Linked DNA regions of Mus musculus: region 1 is linked to region 2. A link is a contact called in public Hi-C data. All regions are on one chromosome and are shown on one strand. The core of a region is the stretch at or near the end of the contact, and the rest is flanking DNA. Distances in the headings are between cores, read along the strand shown.

Region 1 (5,018 bases), core at 1,294-3,793, 2.6 Mb before region 2:
GGTCTGTCTCAGGCAGCTGTTCACACAAGCATAAATTAACAAAAACTGTATACAACTGGGATCCAGATGCAAACTTCCCAATGGAGATTAGGGAGGAACTATCCCCAACACATTTTACTTTCACTTGCAGAATTCTGAGTAACAGGAGCACACTTCTCCCAGCAGGTGTCCTAGTAGAAAAGAGAATGGGCATGAATTCTCAAAGAATAAACAGTATTCATGAGTGCACTTCCTATCTCTGCAATGTCCAGGCTTTCAGGACCGAAGACCAGGAATATACCTGAGCGGTGGAACTGGGATGGAACAAAAAGAAACAAGGGGACTAGGGATGTTCAGAGATCTAATTCTGCTGCCAACACATACTGCCGAGGCTTAATGGCAGATATGAGTGATGGCTTGCATCTATGCACACACATACACAAACAACACAGACAAGTTATCCACATGTTTCATTATGTAGGTCATTATTGAGGATGGAAATTTTGTCTATTCAGTTTTTCATTAGCAACTTGCATGGGTCTGGTTAAGTTGCAGAGAACAAGAAAACTATTTTCCGTTCAGAGTTTTATATTTACTTCCTATTTGAAAAAGAAGTGACCACACATCTGTAAGTCCTTCTCTTCTAGAGTCCTTGGATCCTACACAGGGTAACACATGACCATTTACCACCAATGAACTGGGTAAAACTCTCAGTTAGTTTTGAGCCAGACTGAATGCATTTTTTTTTAAGGGAAGAGCATTGAAAAATATGAACATGAGAAACTACACAGCCCCAACTGGAAGTTATTCATTAGTCCCGTTTGCAAATTAGAGGCCGTCTATTCTGTGAATGTTTCTAAGAACCAAGAATAGAACTTTGTACTCAGAGCAAAAGATATGTCTCTCATCCTTACCTACTGTCCCCTAAAAGGAAAAGCGATCACGGTCTGACTTTAGGGTAGAGATGGATTTATTACAAGGAGCACAATTAATGTTGAGTTAACTACACCTGCTCAACTCATGCCAAGGCTTGCCAGTGATAGCTTCACTCACTGTGCACCAGACTGTTCTGGTACCCAACTGAAGAACCCCAGGACAACACAAACCCAAGATGAGTAGTTTGGAGTGAGGTAAAAACAAAACAAAACCAAACCAAAACCCAACACTCACCTATGAATTAAAAAATATTTTCATTGCTCGGGGTTGTGACTCTCTATGACAAATGACTTTAAAAATTAAACATTTTAGATTAATAGTCCAGTCCATCCCTTGTCGGTCACAGAGCCTTGGAAGCAGCAACTTGAGTAGAACAAAAGGAGGAAGAGTCCCAGTTTCCCTTACTGGGCTGGGCTGGAAGTGATAGAGGACTTTCTCTGAAGTCTTCTGGGTTTCATCTAACTCAGAGCTGGTCCCACTCCTGTTCTCATCTGAGGCTGTAGTAAGGCTGAACTCCTCTCGGACCCAGGCAGACTCCTGATGTTGCTTTCATGCACAGAGTTCATGCTAATAATTGCACAAGAGAACTTAAAAAAAAAAAAACAACTCAAAATAAACGTCATAATATGTTAATTAAGTTTACAGTTTTCTGGTGGGCCATTTTCATGCTACCCTAGGGTGCAGTGTGGACACACCTGTCTGCCACCCAACCCACCCACCAGGCTCTCCAATTTCTTTTTAAAAAGTGAGCTTTCTTTGGGAGAGCCACACAGTTTTCTCTGTTCTTTTGCTGCCACTTCTGAACTCCAGGGTTTAAAAAGGATCATTTGGGTATGGAATCTCAAGATCAGGGATTTTTTTTTTTTTCCACTTCAAGGCTTTAGAAAATTTGTTAAGTTACTGTCTTTTAAGAACAGTTGAAATGATCAACCAGTTTTCTTAAGTTTTAGCAGTTTGTTGGTATCATTAATCAAAACATATAGATTAAAGCCCAGAAAAGACGTTATCATTTAGGATCACGGCTATCCCTAGTAATTACAGCTCTGAAAGAGGAATAGTTTGTTCAATCATATGAGTATTAGTCCTTTCACTCAATATTAATCATCTGTAAGTAGCGAAAGCTGGGATAACGATTATAACAGCTGCGCAGGGTATTTTTATGCGAATTGAACTTAATAAAAAAAGGGAGTTTTAATGTATGCATTTGCCCCTCCCTGATTACCTAGTTCTGCTCCCTCCAAAGTACTCATCTGGGATGGCTTGGAGACAAAAAAAAAAAAAAAAAAAGAGCGAGCGAGCGAGAGAGAGAGAGAGAGAGAGAGAGAGAGGCAGAGAGAGTGAGAAAATAAAGCTCATTACAGCGACCTGAGAGGTCTGAAGGAGATGACAGTACGCATTCCTTTAGCGTTCTGAGATTCTCTGGTTTCATTCCACATTCAGAGCTTGAAATTGCTAACTTACTCGTGATTCGACATAAATACAATTCAATGAAATCCAGGTTCTCTTTCTTAAAGACCATGCTTTACACATCCTAAGAAGCAAACTTGGACTTGGGTTCCTGCACCGAAGCCTCTCCCAGCAGCCTTGTGAAACCTCCAGCTCTGCCGCCCGCTTGCTTCACTCAGAACAAAGCCCCCGCCGCAGACTGGGGGCGGCGACTGCCTGGATTGGCTATAGGACCCTTGTGTCACGTGGCTCCGCCCCTCGGCCTATCTCACCTCACCCGGTCTGGGCGTGGAGAGAAGATGCCGAGTCGCGATTGGCGGGCCTAACGCGCGGACCGGATGACGCAGGAGAGGTGGAGCCGGGCCGAGCCTTGATTGGTCGAGGTGCGCGTGGTCACGGATCAAGGTTCAGGCTAAGAGAACCCCGGTGCAGTTCTACTTCGGTGCAGGGCGTGGAAGATGCGGAAGGTGGTTTTGATCACCGGGGCGAGCAGGTGAGACCTCCTATGGAACCCCGGAGTCTATGCGGGGGGAAGCGCAGGTCGGTGATTCACTTCGATGGGGTCCGCAGAGACCCCGTTCCCTGGCTTTCCAAGAGGTGTGGTCATGCCTGCCTCGCTTGGTGCTCGGTGCTCGGTGGCTGGCGCTTTGAATTAAACATGACAGTGGAAAGGAAAGCTAAACCGCCAGTGACTGGTCAGCCTGGCAGTGATGCTGGACAGTTGTTCTCTAGGGACCGTCAGTCTCCGAGAGTAGTTAATTGTAGGTGCCCACAGTTCACTTTAAACCTAAACACTCGGGGTGTTTAAATGTCAGCATCCATGAACTTTAGGACAATGAGGAAATTTCACTCCTGCAGCATGTTTTCATATACTCTTTCCAGGAACCTACAGAACGACCAGTCTAGCAACTAAGGCTTATCCTGATGCAGATGCCAGCAAAGTTATTCCAGGCTTGCCCATTTGACCCTTGACCTACTTATCATTTGTTGATGAAGAATGTGTGGAGGATGGACCCAACCAACTCCCCTCCTACCCCCAATTGGTTACATTGCTATTTTTTGAGGAATTAATACAGGATTTGTTAAATGCCACTTAAGCCTGTTTCAGTGACCCAATCACATCTATATTAACTAAACCAGTGGAGGGGTCTGTCTTGGGCTTTTTGTTAGTGTGCGCTCTCCTTTAGGTCAGCTGGGTTTTGGCCGTTCTCGAGTGGAAAGTGCCTGTAGAAGTCAGACCTGAATTGGTGTGATTTTGATATACTGTGGTGTGTGCAACTTATACTAAAGTTGGTATTTAAAGTAAGGATGAATAGGCCGGTATCTGCTTGGTACTTTGCTGGCAGGGCCGCCAGATTCTGTGGATTCCAGACTCACTTTGGAGCTCCCTTTGCTGGCAGTCTGCATGAGAACTTACTGTTACCCAGAATGGCCTCGCTACCAGCAGTGGGCCCCATCTGCTGCGACCTTCATATCACTCTTTGTGACCCAGTGCATCTGAAGCCTCCTAGCTCTGCTCTTTCCTGCTTCTTTGTCTTCGGCTCTATCTGCTTGCTGATTCTGCTTTCTGTCTACTTGTATTGAGGGCTTTTTTTTTTTTTAAACTCTTGGCTATTCTGCTGTGACTTAGTAGTTGACAGGGATTTAACTTCAAGCTGTGCTACTGTGTATTCTCCTGAAAACAAAACAAAACAAAGCAAAAAAAAAACCCCAAAAAACAAAAACCCAAACCAAAACCTCACCGGTTGGTTCACTTACTGCGATTTACAGTTTTCCTAATAGCAACAGTACCAAGAAGTGGTGAGAACCCTTGCCTTTGCGGGACCAAGGCACCACAAGAAAATGGGGACACGGTAAACAACTAATACGGCCCCCCTTAAAGTATTTGCTAGAGATATATTAAATCACACCCTAACAGGTGCTCCAACCCTCACTCACTGTGTCATTGAACCATATTAGAGGGGAACAACTGGATGTTGCTTATCAACATGGCTAATCGGGAGATTCCTTCTTCACATAATGTTTGGGTATTTTCTATCTGCTTGGATTTCTCATTGGAGCTCATATTGACACTGTCAAGTTTCTGAACCAGAGAGAACTGCCTTCATTTAACACCATTTCAATGAGCTCATGCTTGTGCCTGAATTCTCCCTTCAGTGGCATTGGGCTAGCCCTTTGCGGTCGACTGCTGGCAGAAGACGATGACCTCCACCTGTGTTTGGCGTGTAGGAACCTGAGCAAAGCAAGAGCTGTTCGAGATACCCTGCTGGCCTCTCACCCCTCCGCCGAAGTCAGCATCGTGCAGATGGATGTCAGCAGCCTGCAGTCGGTGGTCCGGGGTGCAGAGGAAGTCAAGCAAAAGTATGTCTCTTTGTCATAGATTGCTGTCTGTCATAAAATTAATCAAATGAGAAAGGGCAGGAAAACATTCAAAGGTAATGGGCATAGCTTAAAAGGACTCTTCTTTCCTGTGTGGTAGTATAGCATGGCATTTAATCAAACTGGACAGGTCAGGGAAACATGGGAAGGTAATGGATATAGTATATATAGAACAAGTTGTGCTGAGGGAGTCTGACATAGTGATGACATTCGAGCCCTGAGAACTTGGATTTACCCTTTCCAGTTGGCAAAAGAACTGTTGTGTCGGACACTAGATC
Region 2 (4,447 bases), core at 764-3,263:
ATCAGCCTCATACCTAAAGCTCCTGCCTGCATCTCTTTCTGAGAGTCTTAGTGAAATAATGGTGCCATTTCTACCCATTACGAGCAAAGCTGTGAGCGCACCCCACCCCCACCCCCGCGACACAGTCTGTGAATCGGTGATGAAGTCATGGTGATGAGGACGGAAAAATTCATCCTCGGCTCTAGTTCAAAGTACCGCTTGATGCTAATAATTAACGGTATGGACTTTTTTTTTTTAATCTATTGAAGATTGTTTATGTTGCTTAAAAGGTTAAGTAATGAGCTCAGTCACATGAGCAGGTAACGACGCTTGTCACAAAGCCTGATGGCCATGTGTTGATCTGGCTCCCACAAGTTAGCCCCTGACCTCTACGCGTGCACTGTATGTCGCACACGTATGTAACACCTATACAAATAAACGTTAACTGTTTAAAGCTTCTTTCTTAAGCAATAGACACAGATGAAACTAGGGATAACTGTGATGCTAGAATTGCTAACAGCTCATTTTATAGATGAGGAAACCGGCTGGAGAGATGGCTCAGTGTTTAAGAGCACAGACTGCTCTTCTAGAGGACCCAGGTTCAATTTCCACCTCCCATGTGGCAACTCACAATTGTCTGTAAACCCAGTCCCAGAGGCTCTGACACCCTCACACAGACATACATGCAGTCAAAAGACATCAACATACATAAAATAAAGATAAATAAATTTTTTAAAGTGTCTATGCCAATGTCTGATTAGGAACAAAGAGGAAAGGCCTTTAGAGAATGGTCTAAGCTGGCAAAATAATGACTGCAAGGTATGAACAAGAACACGGCGTCTAGACCTTTGCCATCCAACTGGGTGGCCGCTAGCCACGAGTGGCTTTTAGATGGATAATGCTTATAACAGACGCACAAGTTCTTCGTTTGGGCCAGCCACACTTCACATGCTCGATAGCTTCTGAGGATCAGAGTTAGTTGCTGAACAGAGCCTTAACTATAAACCCCATGCATTTTCCATTGGACTGAGTCACTCAAGCTTCAGAGATGAAGGCACTGAAGGGTGGCTCAGCTGTACTGGGATGACTGGGACACCCTTGGGAATTAGAACAGAACACATTCCCGGAGCGGGTCATGAGAATATGTCACCAGTGTACTGAAGAAATGGAAATGGAAATGGGCTGCCCCCTCGCCAACCCCCCACCCCCACCCCCATAAAGTTTTAAATTTGCCTTCATATTTGCCTTCCTTTTAGCAGCAGTAAGTGTTCCCTTATGAAATGGTGATAGTGAGATAAGAAGTTTGGGGTTGGGACTAGAAAGGGATGGGACATCGGTAAACCTCTGCAGTAACTGGGTTTTATCTGTGTTATAAAAGAAGTGCACCCCGGGGGACCTGGAGAACTGCTTCCTCTCACTGAGACCCAGCGAGGCAGGAGGACCCAGTGCTGGTCTCTGGAGTACTGGCGTCCCTGTGTGACAGCTGTGGGCAGTGGTAGTAACCAGGTGGGAACAGCAGCTTGGGGTGCCTTCCAGTGCTACAGTCCTTCTGCAGGTCCCAGGTAGTCATGCCTCTAGGTCAGGGGTTCTCAACCTTCCTAATGCTGGGGCCCTTTAATACAGTTCTTCATGTATGCCCCCACCCCCAACTATAAATTTTTCATTGTTACTTTATAGTGGTAGTTTTGTTAGTTACAAATCATGATGTAAACATCAGATATGCAGGGTATCTGATGTATGACCCCTGTGAAAGGGTTGTTCAACCTCCAGGGAGTCACAACCCACAGGTGGGAGTCACGACCCACAGGTGAAGAACTCACTGCTGTAGCAGCCAGTTAAAGTTCTTGGCCCAGGATGTAAGACCCTTGGTCTTAAGGAGGACAGCTCTCTGACTCTTCTAGCAACCAGAGACTGCTGTTTCTTGTCTCTGGATCCTAACAGACATCGTCCTTTTGTCTCAGTTCTGTCCTCTGCTGCTGTTTCTGCTGTGACACCTTCCTGCCCTGGCCTCCCTCAGACTGTAGCTGCTGCTTTCTCCATGTGACCAGCTCATATAACCAAAAGTGGAGCAGACCAGTGGGGAGTCAGCTTTTAAGGGTATAATGATGTGAATCAGGAAAGGAAACCAGAGTATCTCTCCACCTAACAGAAGTATGTCCCAAAGATCCCACAGCCTCCTAAAACATCACCAACGGGGCACCAAGTTTCAAGTAAGTACATGAGCCATTAGGGACATTGGAAACCCTCGTACACAATTACTGAGGCTCCATGATCACGCATGCACAGTAGGAGGCGCCCAAGACCAGAAGCAGGGCTCAAGGTGTGGTAGAAAGCTTGGGCGCCATCTGCTGGTGTAACCCAGAATTTGGATAACTTCCCCTTTACATTCTTAAGATGCTATCCAATCCTGATCACGATGACCAGTCTTAAGCCAGAGAGATGGCTCATCCTGTAGAATTTACCACCAAGCCTGACCACCGGAGTGTGATTCCCTTAATCCATGTTAATAGGAGAAAACCCACTTCCTTGAGTGGGCTTTCTGACCTCCACTCCTGCCCACACACACACCCACTTACACAGATAAATAAATATAAGTAAATACATAAATGAGCAGCCTGTCTGTCCTATCCCTCTTAAACAACTTTCTAGTAGAATTTTCTGACGTGACAGAAACATACTCTGTACTGTCCAATAAAGTAACCAGCACCTGTTTTATATACTGAGGACTTGCGATGTGGCTAGGGCAACTCGCACACTTAATGTTTAATTGTGACTAAGCATACGTGCTCAGAGCAGGGCTTAGCCCAGCTGCCTACTGAATTCACCTGAGAACCAGAGTCCAGATCACTTACATTAGCATCTCAGTACATTTAACGTTCAGTAGGCAGCCTTAATGAAGGGCCAAACTAGAGAACCATTTCTCTCACAGCACTGCCTGGCAAGCCACCCTGTGTATGCCTCATCTGAGGATCTTACTAAAATTGACTGACAGGTTTGAGGTGGGTTCGGTCTGCATCTCTACCAACCAGGTGCTGTGGCTCCCTGGCCACACTGAGCATTATCCGCTCAGACGCTCAGACAGGGCAGTTCTTGCTTTCCGTTTGTGTTCTAGTGGAGGAAGGGTACAGTTTGCACAAAAACAGTTACAGTAACAGTGGATGTTAACAGGGAGGGAGGAGGCGGTGTGTGATGGGTACCGTACCTTGGAACAGAGGTTAGCTTGCGGTGTAAGGAACCTGTAAGATGACGAGCTGGAAAACGTGGTCTAAAGAGGGAAGAGCCTGGCAGAGAACCCAGAGGAGAAAGTGGAGAGTAACAGACGACATCAGACATCCAGACAGTGTGGATGGTCATGATGAGGCGTACGGGCTTTCTCTTAACTGCAGTTAAAAGCTGCAGCGGGCTTAAGCAAGAACTCACTGTAATCTCACTGCTGTTTAATTGCTTGGTTTCTTTTGTCAACTCCCCCAAACCTTGAAAAGGAAGACAAAAATGGGTCTTTATGTGTGAAGAAAAAAAAACAAGGATTCATAAATATGTCAGGACAAATAACACCAAAAAAGGCTGCTTTCAGCATTCTGGTGCGAACGGCCATAATTCACCATCCAAAGGCAAGAGACTGAGAAGCCTAGCAGCCATCATCCCTTATCTCTAAATGCCACCGTCACTGTACGTAACTGGTCCCCAGAAGGAGCACTGGGCTGGGCTTAACTGCATCGGTCTGCAGTTACAAGGTCTGCCCACTGCAGGGAAGGACAGGGCACAAAAAGTCGTCATGCCCCACCCTGCCCTTTGTACTTGGCAGGGCTCACCTTCCCCTGCCTGGTGCTTTCTCCTGTCTCCTACCCAGCCTTAAGATGAGACTCAAATTAAGACGGCAAAAAGATCAGCAGTGTAATAGGTTTTTAATTCACTGTAATGGTAGCGTACAAATAACTCACACATTCTAAAGGTTCTCTTCGGTTCTATGGCCATAGGCTGTACTGCAAGAATCAGAGATAAAGTGCTGTGGAAGACAGGATGAGTGTTTACTGAGGCAAGTCAGTTATCTGCGTAAAATCCGACTCCACCAACTACCTGTCTCTCTAGCCAGGTGGTCCGGTTTCTCAAAGAAAGGACAGAAAAACACAGCGTTTGAGAAAGATTTTATTATTGTGCAGTGTATGATATGGGGAAGGGGTGGGTTCTAGAGATAAACCTGAAGTCACTGGGTTTAAGTGATAAGACCTTACCCACTGAGCTGTCTTGCTAGTTAGTTAGAACACAGCTGTTTAAATGCCAATGAGTCACATAGCCCACAAATACTAAGAATAACAGCTTTTTACATTTTTTTATTTATTTATGGGTTTTTTTTTGTTTTGTTTTGTTTGAGACAGGATTTCTCTATGTAGACCTTCCTAGACTGGAATTCACTCTGTAGACCAGGCTGGCTCTAAACTCAGACATCCACCTGTCTCTGCCTCCCAAG

What was found. Hi-C and Micro-C count contacts between places; a contact is called where the count stands out from the background.
Region 1: a contact with region 2 is called in a Hi-C map of B cells, with 5 read pairs. The contact joins the promoter of 3110045C21Rik here to the enhancer-like site in region 2. A contact is called at or near these places in 2 of 39 promoter capture datasets (hippocampal neurons and pre-B cells), 1 of 484 Hi-C or Micro-C datasets (B cells) and 1 of 115 datasets of contacts at active chromatin or transcription factors (astrocytes).

What each region holds. Positions count from the first base shown.
Region 1 is chr1:169,966,934-169,971,951 of GRCm38.p6, reverse strand. It overlaps 3110045C21Rik (RIKEN cDNA 3110045C21 gene), which reads right to left and starts at 2,543. Exons shown (of 3, transcript NR_040438.1): 1 at 2,377-2,543; 2 at 1,150-1,502; 3 at 1-170. It overlaps Hsd17b7 (hydroxysteroid (17-beta) dehydrogenase 7), which reads left to right and starts at 2,747. Exons shown (of 9, transcript NM_010476.3): 1 at 2,747-2,854; 2 at 4,519-4,722. The coding sequence starts at 2,820.
Region 2 is chr1:167,367,952-167,372,398 of GRCm38.p6, reverse strand. Aldh9a1 (aldehyde dehydrogenase 9, subfamily A1) reads right to left here. Exons shown (of 11, transcript NM_019993.4): 11 at 3,869-4,447. Mgst3 (microsomal glutathione S-transferase 3) reads left to right here. Exons shown (of 6, transcript NM_025569.2): 6 at 1-433. Among named protein-coding and RNA genes, the nearest start is that of Aldh9a1, 20 kb to the right of the region's middle. Within about 2 kb of position 2,013, at least 21 of the 459 cell types and tissues checked have an H3K27ac peak or open chromatin away from gene starts, as enhancers often do. A contact at or near this core is called in B cells, where this site is marked.